Regions from separate parts of the Rattus norvegicus genome. Here region 1 is linked to region 2. A link is a contact called in public Hi-C data. All regions are on one chromosome and are shown on one strand. Each heading gives the region's core, a stretch centred on a gene start, on an enhancer-like site or on the middle of the called end of the contact. The rest is flanking DNA. Distances are from core to core; before and after follow the strand shown.

Region 1 (2,700 bases), core at 36-2,535, 94 kb before region 2:
ATATGGTGTCTGGAAAAAAAAAGAAAGAAAAAAGAAAGAAAGAAAAGAACAAGTCTTTGGGGTTGATCAATTCCAAGTTCTAACTTGTTATGAAAACTAGAAAATTCATGGCTCTGGAGACGAGCACGTGGAGGAGAGGGGAGTCACTTGTCCTTGCCAACTGCCCAGCTTTGAGGAACTCTGAAATAGAATATTATGTCATCTTGGCCAAAACTGGTGGCCATCACGACAGTGGCAAGGGTATTGAATGAACACAGCCCGTGGGAGATACTATAGCGGGAGCACACTGGCTGTCTCTGATATAGGTGATCCCCATGTTGTTAGAAACACGTCAGCACGGACTGGGGGAAAGTAAACCAGAAGTCTTAGTGAAAATTTGCCAGGGCGTTTTTAAAAAACAAATACATATATAAAATATAAAAAGCAAAACAAAACTTCCACTAGGCTTAAGTAATGGAACATTTAAACCCAGGTACATATGATTTAAATTGGTTTGCAATCCTGCTTAACACATGCTCGACTAAAGTATAATTTACAAGGATTCCTAGTATAGCTAGAGAGAAAACATTAACATTTGGGAGTGAAGGTATCACCTTCTTCCAGGTATGGTGCACACCTGAAGTCCCAGTCCTTGAAGGACAGACAACTGACAGTTCAAAACCATCGCCAGCTCCAAACTGCTATATCGTAAGACTACTTCAAAAAGCAAAACAGAGCAAAGAAAGATCAAAACAACGATAAAGAGGACGTTGTTCTGATTCCCAACGCTCGATTTAAACTATTCCCTTTAGAGAAATTTTCACTAATGCCCTAGGCTGGGTGTGGGGGAGCAGTGAATAAGCTTCATGTTTGTGTTTTCTCCTGACATCAGGAGACTCTGCCCTTGGCTGTCACTTCCTACAATTTGAGGCCCTTAGTCCTCACTCTCTTCAAAGGAGTGGTGCTGATGCCAAAGAGACGCAGCTCTCCCTGCAGCACTCGCCTCGGGTTCAGTCTCTGGCAGTCCACCCCCGACCCCCACCACCAAAAGCAATTGTTCAAGATTCTAGAACGTAAGAGTCAGTGTTTTCACAGAAACTGCCTTTCAGTCCCACTCTGAGGGAAGGTCTGAGGGAGTTCAAAGGGAGTAAATAAAGACGTTCTTGCAGCCTCACTTCAAGCCAAATTTGAGACACAGTTTCCCAAGGCACAGACCGGGGGCTTGGATGAGGTCAGAGCCCAGGGTGGTGACTTCCTGTTCACCCCCTTTCCTGAGAGGATAGAGCTTACAACGGCTTTAAGTTACACCGCAGAGTCCGGGAGCCGTTACAACCTCTGGTATCCTGCCCAATCACCAGGACTAATTTAACACGGTGAAGTAAGAGAAACCAAACCGCAGGCTCCCGTTCCAAGAATTTGGCTTGAACCGCAGCGGGCCATCTCCTCGGTTCACAGCCTCCAGAAGTGTATCCCATCCTTTGGAAAAGAGCCCGTGAGAAAGCACGCTGCCAAGCACCCCTCAGTGAGGGACAAAGCAGGCTTAGGCTTAAGCGTTTCCGTTTTCTGCTTGGCTACTTCAGAAACTACTGGCCCTGTCCACTTCAAAAACGCAAGAATTAAATTCTTCTACCCCAGCTTCCCACACAGAAGATATATTTAGGAAGACAAACATTCTACAGTGGTTGAGAGGAGTTTGTATTTATTCCTTGATTCTCGGGATTACCTACTTGGTAGGAGAACAGAGGTCACGCTCCAGTTTAATGTCCCTCAAAATTAACAAACACAATCTACTGAAACAAAGGGGAAAAAATAGTCCAGATTGACGAAAGGAAGATCTAGAGTACAGCCAATTATGACCATTCAATTTTTTACTATTTTAGGACTTTAAGGATTTGGAGAAATACAGTAACTGACACTTCTGTAACACATATGGTACAGTCCTAGTAACTGCTGGAATGTATACTGTGTAACTTACACAGTATATGGCTTAGAGTAAAACATATTGATGTCCTTTCTGTTGCTCCAAAGACTATAAAAGAGAAATGTATTTCAAGAATTCCCAGACTCTTCCCACAGTTGTTCCAAATGGTGATGTTGTGTATATCCTAACGACCACTGACTGGGTTTTTAAAACATTGTTTTCACAGGGCTGGAGCATAGTTACGAGCCCTGGCTGTTCTTCTGGAGGTCCTGAGTTCAATTTCTAGCAACCTCATGATGGTTTACAACCATCTGTAATGGGTCCTGATGCCCTCTTCTGGCATGCAGGTGTACATGCAGATAGAGAACTCATAAATATTACTTGTGCAAAGTTCCAAAATCTCTCAATCATCTCTCTCTCTCTCTCTCTCTCTCTCTATATATATATATATATATATATATATATATATATATATACATATATATATCTCAATATGTTATATATTACTAGCCATTCAGAAAAAATATATTTATATAAGGTTATATTTTCTGAATGGCCACGAAGACTCGTTTATGCAGACAAGAGAGAAATGCTGGCCATTTTCAGTAACCTCAGTCTTTTCTGACCACAGTTCCAGGAAGGTATCGAAGATGTCATGTCCCGGATGCCAAACAATATACTGAGGCAAGCACTCAAAGAAGTTTGTGGAATGTGGCCCACACATATACAGCCATCCAATTAGACAAGATGGATGAAGCAAAGAAGTGCAGGCCGACAGGAGCCGGATGTAGATCTCTCCC
Region 2 (2,700 bases), core at 53-2,552:
TGTTTATATTATAAATCAAACTACTAAACATAAATATTAAAACAGAACAGTGAACATTAGAGGGTAACATAATATCATTGAAAATATCTTTTTTTTAAGGAGTGACATTTACAAGTTTTTTTTCCCAAATATTTTATATGTGGCTTAATGGAAGACAAAAGGTATAAGAGGCTCCTTGTTCTTTTCACATTCATACTGTGAAATACTGAACGCCCTGTAGGCCTTCAGAACGCCCCACAGGAAGAGAGGAGTCTCCTCTGTATTAGTATGGAAATACTTCCATAGTAATGGACCCTGAGAGTGTTGGAGAGCCTCAGAGGTGTCCAAACAAGTCTTTGAGAACCACTGACCTTTTGCACTGTCTTCCAATACAGATGGCTCACTTACCTTGTCGTCTTAGGTGACAAGAAAGTATTATTTTTATGGTTACATATTTTAAATGCTTATTAGAAAAAAATTGCAACTGATCATACACTTGAAATTATGAATCTGTCCCAATTTAAAGAAAACTTTAATTTCTGTATGTCCAAAGACTCACCAAAATGTTTCGTAGTTTTCTGCAAGGGCGGGAGATGCTTCCATTTTTTGTATTTTTTTATTGTAAGACTTTTACCTTCTCTGTGAAACGGTTCTATTTACATTAACTCCGTCGATTTGGAAAGATATAGCAGTGGCATGTGGGGGAGTAGAGGGGATTTTTTTTTTATACATACAAAGGGTTAAATATGCACACTTTGCAATCTGTCAACCTGAGGTAGAAATCATCCTTCAATATTTATTGGCTCGGTGACCTCTGGTGTATCACTTAAATTGTGGATGTCAATATTCAGTCTTACATTTGACCAGTAACAAAGATAACTACACTTAAGCAAACCACTTAGATCTGCCACACACGTGCACTCCACAAGTTGCAACCCTCGTTACTATTTCAGTTATCACCTTCGAATCTTCAGGGCTTCCTACAGTGCCCAACGGACACACGGAGGACCACCATTGGTAGTTTGCAAGGACGAGGGCAGGTGAGCATAGAGAAGAAAAGGCTACCTTGTCCCGGTGCTAGATCTGCAGGAGTAGTGCAAATGAAGGTTAATAAGTGGGGTGCCCACCTCAGAAATGTCACAAGCCAAACCTTCCAACCAGAGTTTGCTAATTAACTTAGGACAAGGGACACGAATCAGGCCTGCGAACCGAGATCGGCCTAATCGTTCGATTTAATCGGAGATCGGCAGATTGGGTCTGTCTGCTGGAACCTCTCTATGGAGCTCACTCTCGTTCTCGCGATACTTCAGATGAGATGATGGGTGAAGGGGCGGGGCGACCGGCCATAGAAGACCGTGAGGCAGCGCAAAGGCACCTTCCCAGCAGGCTTTGCGCGGGGCACCTTGCTTCCTTGGAGCGAGCGCGTGAGCGGTTGATTGCGGGCTAGCCATGGCGCTTCACGTCCCCAAGGCCCCGGGCTTTGCCCAGATGCTCAAAGATGGAGCAAAAGTAGGTGGCATAGAGAGTTTGTGCGGTGGGAGGGCGGGCCCGCGCTGTGGCGCCCGCGAAAGGCCTGCAAACGTGCGACCGCGCCGCGATCCGGGATAGAGAAGGTTCTAGAAAGGGAGCTGTGCTCTGGATGCCCGGTCGCTGAAACCCGTGGGCATTTCTGTTATTGCCCCAGCGAGGTTGGCCGGAGGGAACAGGACAAGGCTAGGGGTTTGCGTCCCAGCTCTGCATGTGTCCGTGGGATGGAGCCCAGGGGCCCCGCCCTTAACGGGAGCTGGCGATGCAGTTAATGAGTTTGGACAGAATTGATAACCGGTTGTTTTGGGGTCCGGACTTGTAGGGTGGAAGTGACAGGAGTCCGGCATAGTAACCTTTGAGCCTGCTCTTGGTTGCTTCCTTCCAAAAGGTAATCATGGACCATCCAGAGACATCCAATCCCAACTGTTTTACTGAAAACCCACCTCTGGAAGTTGTGTTTCCTTTATCTTTTCTGAATTGAGGAGACCGAGCCAAAGGCTGTTACTGTCTTTTCATCCTGACTGTCCGATTTCGTAGCCTACAGGATAAGTGAAGCCCCAGGACAGGTCAAATAGTGTTATCCCTTAGAACACAGTTTCAGGAGTGTTTTTATTTTATTTATTTATTTATTTATTTATTTATTTTTGTCAACGGTCACACTGCTTATGGAGTGATTTGTCTCGAGATGCTCAAGCTACCAGAAAACTTTGCTTTGACTTCCATATTTCTGGAACTTGTAGAAAAAGATAAATGCATTGAATTTAAGGTCTTCGGGGAAATAGAGGGTCCTTAACAGTTTAGAGGGCTAGCTTCTCTTTGTAGTGATAAGTTGGCACACTAAATGGATGTCAGGATTTAATGTAAGTTAGTAAGTTCTGGAAATGATACTGCTTCCCATTTGAGGGGTCTTTTTCTCCTTCACTCAGACTGAGGAAATGATATTTAAAGGATTTCTCTGGAAGGCTAGCACTTAAGCACAGAGATACTGTATGTAAATCAGTACTGAGGGGACCATGATGAAGATACATTTAAGTCCCCTCCAAAAGATTTCAGGTTAAAGGCTAGTACTAATAGGTTGGGATTGTAGATTAATGGTGGATTGCGTTTTTGTGTTCAATCCCTGGGTAAAGGCGGGGAGAAGAACAGTTGTTAATTAGCTAGGTGAGTCTAAATAACCTGCCAAGTAGGAGCTGC

Evidence for each region. A called contact is a pair of places that touch in the nucleus more often than the background predicts.
Region 1: a contact with region 2 is called in a Hi-C map of the A7r5 cell line, with 4 times the contacts expected there. The contact joins the enhancer-like site here to the promoter of Cct8 in region 2. A contact is called at or near these places in 7 of 12 Hi-C or Micro-C datasets (the A7r5 cell line, the Rat2 cell line, Schwann cells and 3 more).

Annotation. Positions count from the first base shown.
Region 1 is chr11:40,301,261-40,303,960 of GRCr8, reverse strand. All of the region lies in intron 3 of Map3k7cl (MAP3K7 C-terminal like), which reads right to left. Among named protein-coding and RNA genes, the nearest start is that of Map3k7cl, 25 kb to the right of the region's middle. Within about 2 kb of position 1,285, at least 44 of the 93 cell types and tissues checked have an H3K27ac peak or open chromatin away from gene starts, as enhancers often do. A contact at or near this core is called in the A7r5 cell line, Schwann cells, kidney and 1 more, where this site is marked.
Region 2 is chr11:40,206,930-40,209,629 of GRCr8, reverse strand. Cct8 (chaperonin containing TCP1 subunit 8) reads left to right here and starts at 1,302. Exons shown (of 15, transcript NM_001105897.2): 1 at 1,302-1,488. The coding sequence starts at 1,429.